3 separate regions of the Gossypium hirsutum genome follow, and all the other regions are linked to region 1. Evidence: chromatin contacts called from public Hi-C data. All regions are on one chromosome and are shown on one strand. The core of a region is the stretch at or near the end of the contact, and the rest is flanking DNA. Distances in the headings are between cores, read along the strand shown. Region 1 has its middle 9.3 kb from the start of LOC107902048. Region 2 has its middle 27 kb from the start of LOC107902049. Region 3 holds the start of LOC107902049 (NAC domain-containing protein 2-like).

Evidence for each region. A called contact is a pair of places that touch in the nucleus more often than the background predicts.
Region 2: a Hi-C map of leaf shows a contact between it and region 1, with 2.6 times the contacts expected there. The contact joins two enhancer-like sites. A contact is called at or near these places in 3 of 34 Hi-C or Micro-C datasets (all in leaf).
Region 3: a Hi-C map of leaf shows a contact between it and region 1, with 4 times the contacts expected there. The contact joins the promoter of LOC107902049 here to the enhancer-like site in region 1. A contact is called at or near these places in 18 of 34 Hi-C or Micro-C datasets (anther, callus, fibers and 4 more).

The regions. Positions count from the first base shown.
Region 1 is chrD06:38,223,674-38,226,699 of Gossypium_hirsutum_v2.1, forward strand. No RefSeq gene overlaps it. Among protein-coding and RNA genes, the nearest start is that of LOC107902048, 9.3 kb to the left of the region's middle. Within about 2 kb of position 1,413, at least 7 of the 9 cell types and tissues checked have an H3K27ac peak or open chromatin away from gene starts, as enhancers often do. A contact at or near this core is called in fibers, hypocotyl and leaf, where this site is marked.
Region 2 is chrD06:38,512,521-38,515,763 of Gossypium_hirsutum_v2.1, forward strand. No RefSeq gene overlaps it. Among protein-coding and RNA genes, the nearest start is that of LOC107902049, 27 kb to the right of the region's middle. Within about 2 kb of position 1,616, at least 1 of the 9 cell types and tissues checked has an H3K27ac peak or open chromatin away from gene starts, as enhancers often do. A contact at or near this core is called in leaf, where this site is marked.
Region 3 is chrD06:38,539,951-38,542,936 of Gossypium_hirsutum_v2.1, forward strand. LOC107902049 (NAC domain-containing protein 2-like) reads left to right here and starts at 1,281. Exons shown (of 3, transcript NM_001326918.1): 1 at 1,281-1,581; 2 at 1,723-1,991; 3 at 2,481-2,986. The coding sequence starts at 1,335.

The DNA of each region.
Region 1 (3,026 bases), core at 163-2,662:
AGATTGGATTTTTGAATTTTCAGATCTGAAATAAAATCTCCAAATCAGCAAAGAATCAAATTGAGAATAGAAATAAGTGTTAGGGTTCTTGAAACCCTCAAGGAGATTGTGATTCTGCCCAATTGAACACCAAGATAGTTTTCCCTAAATTTCGACAATCTAATTTCACCCAAAAAGAGTATGGAAAAACCTTAGAAATTGGGGATTTTTGGGCTGATTCCTTAAGATAGAAAAAGGCTGAAAACACAATAAGAACAGAAAATAGATTAGATAATGATTCAGCACAAGTAGAAATAAAGAAAGAATTGACAGTAAGAAATTAAAAGATAAGTCCTAAGAAGCCTTGAAATCTCGAAAGATCTCACAACTCCCTTCAAACGGCTCTAATCTCCCCTCCAAAGAATATCAATGGTAAGAAGAAGGTTGAAGATGGCTCCCACAATCACAAGATTGTTAAAACAACTTCTAAAGAAAACTCAAGAGAAAATCCTTGAAGAACTCAAAGAGAATTTTCACTCAAATCAAATCTGAAATTTTCAATGTAATTGTAATGTAATGTAGGGTGGCTGGCCAAGCCATATAAATAGGCCTTTCAAATGTTTTCCTAATTTAATTAGAACACTAAAACTAAAACTAAAAAAAACTCCTAATTATTTTAATATGGAAATTCGGCCAAGGGTCTTTTATTTGGGACTCTTGGACTGAATATAAAAATTTAAACTAAGTAAAATAAATAAATAAATAAATAAAAATAAAACTTTACAACTTGGGCCACTTTGACAATTTGGCCTGATTTTCAACTGAGTATGGATGGATTTCTTGATTGGGCTGGGAATTTACTTATTGGGCATCGCCTTCAAGAATTTAGGCTTTTGTGACTCGTATCAACCATACTTATATTAAATAATAAAATATAAAATAAAATAATGTTAATGTCAATGTTAAATGAATCTTAAAAAATATTAGAGTTATATTTATATTAAATTATTAAAATAAATTTTATATTGATTAATATATATAATCACTATATATTTATACGAATTAAATCTTAACAAAACAACATTCAATTATTTATATTTTTCATATTTTTATAGTATTTTAATTTATTCAATATTTTAAAGTATAAAATTTAATTCACTCAAAATATTACCATATTATTTTATATTAAATTTCAATTAATTATTAATTTTTTTGAAATAAAAGACTGAGATTTTATTGAAGATAGAATAAAACAAAACAAACAACCGGACCCAATCAAAGGCCCAAACCAAAATGAATTCGCAAAGATCGGCCTAAATAAAACAGAAATAAAGAAACTTCCTAAAAAACTTTCCAGGTACTTACTAACCAGAATTGAAAACAGCAAACACAAAATTAAAAAGAAAATAATATAAAATCAACCCCAGTCAAATCAAAAAAAGGCTGGATGCCATAAAGTTTGTTGACTAGTCATTTCCAATGCTCCAGAACGTTCTGTCGATAACTTTCCCCGAGATCTTTATACTTTCTTTTGATATCTGCTTTAATTGCTTTTCTGCACATCTCTCCTTTAATCTGGCTCCCTAAGCCAAGTTCCTACCGAGACAAAAGCATGGCCTTCCAGTTCTTCTCCTCTCAGATAAGTATCTTCTTCTTTCTCGAGCGCATTCTTTGCTAACTCTATGAGCATATGAGTTCTAAGATCTGTGAATATATTAAAAAATAAGTTCTTGAAAATCAGCTTTCTTTTTCTGAATATCTCTGATAATGGCTCCGATTATTGACTTGTCTGTTGAAGTTGCTTGACATTTTTTTATTACTGTTTTTGAATCCCCCATAAGTTTGACTGATTGGATTCTAAGTGAACTCCCTAATTTTGTACCTTCTAAGCATGCATATGCCTCTGCTGCGAAAGGTGATGGGACATTTCCATGTATAACCGTCTTTAACACCATTAAGTTTCCCTTCAGATCCCACCCTACTAAACCTGACGCTGATCTGAAGGTTCTGTTGTCAAACGCTGCATCAAAATAGATTCTCGTTCTCGATATGATCTCCTGTGTTTTATTACTTCTGCTTATGCTTTCATTCTTTTTTAAGCTTTTTAAACCTTCATATTCTGCCATATGTCTTTGAATATTTTGTGCTAAATCCCTTCCTGTAGTGTTTTTCCTCTCGTGTACCAGTTGATTTCTGGAGAACCATAACAGCCATAGAGCGTAACAGAAGAGTAGACATTGGCCATTGTTGCTTCTCTTGAAAACCCAGGTTAGCCACTCCCATATATTTTGACTCATGTTATTCATAGCCCATGAGAGATTTAACTGTTGCCAAACTTCAGTTGTCATAAGGCATTCACGGAAGACGTGGGCACTTTCTTCAATCGCCAAATAGCATCGGGCACATCTATCATTGGAAATGACCCTCCTATACCTAAGATTAGCAAAATTTGGTATAAAGTCCCAGGATATCTGCCAGACTGTAAATGCAATTTTTGAGGGCAACTGTAGGCTCCAAAGTTTCTTGTAAAGTTCTTTTAATTCGGTCTGTATTAAATAGTCATTAGGTACCCGATTAACATCTTCTAATAGTTTATAGGCATTGCGGACCGAAAACTCACCAGATAGTTCTCCTTTCCACACCTGAATATCCTCATGCTCAATCTCTGCTAGGGGGATCTGTAGAATTTTCCTAGCAATTTCCTCTTGAAAGGTACTATTAATCAAGTTCGTTCTCCATTTCCTACTTGATAAATCAATAAGATCCGAAACTAACTGTAATTCACCTCTGTTTGTTCCATTTTGTGCGTCGATTTTATCGATCCCCTGAATCCAGTTATCTTCTCATATGGAGATGCTATCCCCTCTACCCACCCTCCAGCTCATCCCTTTTTGGAGAAGACCTTTTGCTGCCTAGATACTCTTCCAGGTAAAAGAAGGTAAATTTCCCAACTCTACAAATAAGAAACTAGAATATGAGAAATATTTTGCTTTAAGAACTTTGGCTAATAATGAATCTGGAAAATTAATGAGACACCAAACTTGTTT
Region 2 (3,243 bases), core at 366-2,865, 290 kb after region 1:
GAAGTTGTAAATAATTGTTTTGAGTTGTAGAAAAGCAAATTTTGAGAGACTGATTGAGACCAAGAGATTTCGACATAAAGGGACCAAATTGTAAATTGGGAAATTTTAAAGGATTATAATTTAATTTAATCAAATTGATGATGATTGTTAGACATGAGGAACACACAGGGAATGAACTAATACGAATGAAGTCACTTTGGGAACTAATTGTAAATTTGTAAACTATGAGGACCTAAAGTGTAAATTTCCCAATATGAAGAAATTAGTTAGAAAGTATTAATGAAGTTTCATACGATCATAATAGTGAGTTACTATAAAGAAAAAAGAATTTTAAGACTACATTGAATGAAAATGAGAGTTTGAGGATTTAATCGTAAATTTCTCATTTTATTGAGAAAAGTCCCAATTGTGAATTTATGCATGGAATATTCACGGTTATGAATGAAGTATAAAGTATTTTAAATAGAATATAGTAAAATGATGAGAAAAAAGAGAGTAAAGTGCAAATTTACCACAATGTGGCAATTTGGTCATTCACCATAAAATCTATATTATAAATATTATATATGGATATATTAAATTATTTGAAATAAATAGGAGCCATTGGACGCGATCATTTAGACTAGAAATTTCAATGAAAAACAAAATCAAAATCAAGAAAACCTAGAATTTATAAAGTCGAGGGAGAGAAATCTTGAGCTTACAAAACTCGCAATAGTTAGTTCTCCGGCTGAGTTACTTTCTAGGTTTTCACCAGCTTGAAAATTGAATTCATTTTTCGATACGTGTTCTGGGTGTTTGTCATTGGTTGAGGGAGTTTTTATTGTGAATTTTAAGAAATTTTAAATTAAAAATATACATAATTATGTATTTTGAATTTTAGAATATTTTGGAATATATTTTTTTAAGTTTTTACAATTTTTTAAAGAAAGTTTGAATTATTTAAAAAAAATTATATTCTTTTTTACAATTTTCAAATAATGATATCTTAATTATAATGTGTCACAATTTTATAATATAAAAAATAACAATATTAAAAAATATCATAATAATAGATGGGAAAAAAACTAATTTAACATTAATAATCACATCGAAATCAAACACCTAAATTTTAAAATTACATAAAAGTTAAAATCGGGAAACCTATATCTATAAAAAAAATTTCAGTGAAAATTTTCATATGATATTATCATTACCCCTCCCTTAGGGAGGTGCCGTTCCGTTTAAAAAAAATTGAAATTATTGTTTTTATTATAAATTATCATATATATATTTTTATATTAAAAAGTTTAAAGTGATCTCATAGTTTCTTCCTAACTTATAAATAAAAGAATAATAATTTTCATCATACTTGAACTCATGTCTTTTTATATTAACAAAATGTTTACGTCAATCAAGTTAAGATTTAATCGATAACTTTTTTAATTTTAAGTAGTAGTTAAATTAAAATTTTAAATTTATTTATTTTAAATATTATATATTAATTATTTTTATACAATATATTAATTACATGAAAAAAATTGTTTAACGAAAAAAAAAGTAGAAATATAAGGAAGAATGAGAGAGAGAGAGAGAGAAGAAGTGGGGGCGGTAGTTATCAGCAACAGCAGTGGTCACGGGTTTCTCTTGACCGAGCACCCCACAAAACCTCAATTTGCATATCCCCCACCTATTCTTATTTATTAATTCCTTTCTCTTTCTATCTCTATTTCTTTCAATTCAAGCCCCCATATTGCCACCTCCCTACCAATTATTTTTTCTAAACTTACAATATTCTACGTACTTTTGATTTTCTTTTTATTTTATAACGAAAGGTTATTTATTTAATTAGTGAAATTCATTTATAACTAATAATTTAATTAAATGCATGTTACATTGATTTCGTAGTTCAAGTATGCTAATTAGTTATATATACAAGGGTTTTTTCTTTTGAAATTTTAATTATTTGTACTAGATTATTGCACATCTGTGATGGGAGATGTAATATATATAATCAAATGATAGTTAAGTTAAAGTTTTAAACATCATGTTATTTTAAGTTTAAATTTAACTATAATAATATTTATAAAATATAAAAAAATGCATTTGGATTAATATTTTTTACTTTATAAAAAAATAGACTTTAATTGTTTCTCAATTAAATTAGTGTTTAATTAACTCATGACACCAATTTTATATATGTATATATATGCATACAATATATTAAAATTATGTTACACCCATAATGTTTGTGGAAGAAAATAAATTATAAAAGGTAATATATATCACATTTTTGGTTTAAACATTGATATTATATTTTGAAATATATTATTTTGAAGATTTTACATGCATAAATATTCTTATAGTAATTATTTATTTTTAAAAAAAGATAATAATTATTTTTTAATTTATTTCATTCTAACTTGGTAAAAATAACTTAGTAGAAAACTTCATAGTAAAGATAAGAGATTTAAATAGTGTAATAAAGACAACCATCCATATATTGCGTTTGTATTCTATAATTATTAGGGTGTTCAAACAGTTAATTAAATTGAATTATTATTAATTAAGTTAACTAAAATTTTTAATTCTTTAATCGTTAATCGAATTTAATTTCGGTTAACCGAAATTTATATGTTTTGATATTTTTGGTTAAAACAAGTATAAAACATATCAAAAAATAAATTGATAATGTTCATTTGACCGAATTAATCGAATTAACTTAATTAAAACTACATATAATTTGTATTATTAATTGTTAAGTTCGGTTAATTACCCGATTTCGAACCGAAATAATCGATAACTAAACTTCCAACAAAATTATTAACAGATCTCCGACCAAATTAGATCAATTAACTAACTGAGTAACCGAATTAGATCAGTTTAATTGATTAGTTCAATTTTAACCAAAATTTAAACATCTAAATTATACAAAGATATTAATTACGATAATCCCAAATAATATATTCATCAGAGTTACGAAAGAAACGTTGAGAAAGAGAGATTAAAGTGAAGGAAGAATTTGAGGGTATTTTGATTAAGATATATAATTTTGCTGGGATGCAAAGGACTAGAACGTTGACCAAGAACATGAAGAAGTGAAGAGTCTTTAAATTTCTTTGCATTATTTGATTCCAATATTTTAATGATATGATGAGATCGTTGAGATTTCATTCTAAAAACGTATTTAATATGAATTTGGGGATTTGGTAGAGGAGGTTTGAATTATTCATCTACATGTTTTTGAGACATTTCCATATTTCA
Region 3 (2,986 bases), core at 31-2,530, 320 kb after region 1:
GATATTTATTTTTTTTAGTTAAATTTGGCTCTAACCTTTAGAACAAAAGTCATATTTGATCACCAATTGTTCAAAAAGATCAGTTCAATTTCTATTATTAAAAATATAAATACTGACTAAAATGTTAAATTTTCAAACATGACAATCCACGTAGCAATCCACATGTGCTTCATACTAATTTTTGAAAAATTTCAATTTTCATTAAAAATTTATAATTTTTTAAAATTATTTGACAGTGTGACATATAAGATAAATAGTGTCATGTCAACATGAAGCACACGTGGATTAGCACGCAGGTTGTCAAGCCAAATCATTAAAAAAAATTAATGTTTTAGTTAATATTTTTATTAAAAAAAAGGTTAAAAGACTAAAATTAACTAAAATTAACTAAAAAAACTAAAATTATAAAATATATAAATGCTAAATTTGAAAGTATGCTTATTATATATATTAAATCATATCATATAGCTATGCTTTATAAATCTTAGAATCAAATAATAAAGATTAAAGAAGAAAATGAGACGATAAAAAAAATAATGGATCTCAGCCATGTAAATAAATATATAAAAATGAATTAGGGTGAGTTTGGATGCGCGATTTGGTGCGGTGCGGTGCGGTGGGTTTAGTTTACTTTTTGTCTCACGCTACAGTATCGCTACAGTATCTAATCTCACAGCCACAGCTGTTTTTACACTAACCGCAGGTAAACGCACCGCCTATCCAAATTCACCCTTAGTGTAGTGAAATTCATACTTATGATATATTTTAAAACGTAAATAATAGTTGAAAGGTTAAACTGATAAATCCAGTACATTGCGTATTATACTGATATAGTATGTGTGGCAAAGCATTGTTTTGAATCTCCAATTTAATTTTTATAAATGGGCTATAAACATAAACCAATTTAAATTTGAATTTATTTTACTTTAGTAGAAGGGGAATTAAAGAGAAAATAAGGGAAAGAGGAAGAAATGTCCAAGGGCACCGCCAATGGTTGTGGCCACCCTGTCTTCTTAGAGACATGTCATTTTCTCATCTTAAACACCTTTAAGAATACCTCCTCCTATGTAGGCCCTCAATCCTGTGTACATCTTCTTTTCTCTCAAACATAACCTTTTTCACAAATTACAATTTGGTTAGTCGGACAATCTTTAACCCTTTCTCTAGATCTTATCTTTGCCTACCACTCGCTGTTGCGCTCGATCATTCGTACAAAGCTCTCAGGGTATAAAGAGGGCTGCCCTGGCTGAGGCGAGGATATCGACGAGGAAGGAGGAGAACAGCTTATTATGAGTCGTAATATTATTCCTATAGTTTTGTTGGTTAATTAGTTTATGGCAATAGCAAGCATGAGCAACGATAATACCAGTAACGTTGACCTCGACTTCAACAACAGCAACAGCAGCAGCTCCAGCAAAGATGACCATGAACAAGATACGGTGATGCCTGGTTTTCGATTCCATCCTACCGAGGAAGAACTTGTAGAGTTCTACCTTCGCCGTAAGGTAGAGGGCAAGCGCTTCAATGTCGAACTCATTACTTTTCTTGATCTATATCGCTATGACCCTTGGGAACTTCCTGGTATATATAATATATATTTTCTCTGTATTAATCACTACCATACTTCCTACATACATTTATATATATATCGATCGAGCTACAACAATCAATCGCAGTGATTCTTGTTTTGTTTTTGGGTATTTTGATTTTCTGGGGCATCAGCCATGGCAGCAATTGGGGAGAAGGAATGGTTCTTCTACGTGCCTAGAGACAGAAAGTACAGAAACGGAGATCGACCGAATCGTGTCACGACTTCAGGCTACTGGAAGGCAACGGGAGCTGACCGCATGATTCGGGGAGAGAATTCTCGATCTATTGGCCTCAAGAAAACCCTAGTCTTCTACTCCGGGAAAGCCCCCAAAGGCATTCGAAGCAGTTGGATTATGAACGAGTATCGCTTGCCTCACCACGAAACTGAACGCTATCAAAAGGTACCCATCGTCCTTCACCATTGATATCTATATAAAAACCCTTTCGGCCCGGGGTCCTTCCTTCTCCCATTTTGCATGTGGTGCAGTCTCTAACCCTAATTTCTCATTTGGAAAGCAAAAGCTTTCAACTTTGTACTTCTCCTAAAAGTTAACGCTTTTCAACTTCAATTTTGAGTTCCAATGCTTCAATTTTAGTAAGCAGCTGGATATGCAAAAGCAGGAAATGAATAATAGCCAACATGCTAACATCGTAAACAACTTTAATCAGGCCTTGTTGTAATTAACTGATTTCTCAATTAAATATTTTTCTTTTTAATCTTAAAACTGTAAGGAACGTGCATGAACTAATTTAAATTCAATGACCCATACCGTGTACCGACCTCACATGTATTGAATACGAGTTCTAACTAAAAGGAATCCTCAGTGTCGGAACTGTTTCTCTTACCTTGAAATCTCTTTGTCCTTCATCAAATCCTTAATTTATTTCAGGCTGAAATATCGCTTTGCCGCGTGTACAAGAGAGCTGGAGTTGAAGATCACCCCTCACTCCCCCGTTGTCTTCCAACGAGGGCATTGACCTCATCGAGAGGAGTACTGCAGTCAGAAAAGAAATATTCGCAGGCCCAAGATGCAGCTCAACAAGCCATGGAAAGGTTTCAAGGGTTTGGAGGAGGACAATCACAACCACAAATGGAGATTGAAAAGATAAGTGAGACTGATGGGAGCAGTAGTAGTACTTCTGATGTTACAACAGCTCTTGGACTTTCCAAGCAGAATGTGTACCGTCCAACGGCCCTTATAAGAACAACACTTGGGTTACCATCTGGAATAATGGAAGAGGAGGGACTGTTCTTAAATCAGTCTAAGCAAGGCTGCACTTCTTTACTTCCCAATTCCACCGCTCTCTTTCAACTGGGCTCGTCTTCTGTTTCATCAAATGTTGTTGACGATCTTCACAGGCTAGTAAGCTACCAACAAGCTGCAATGAATCCGCT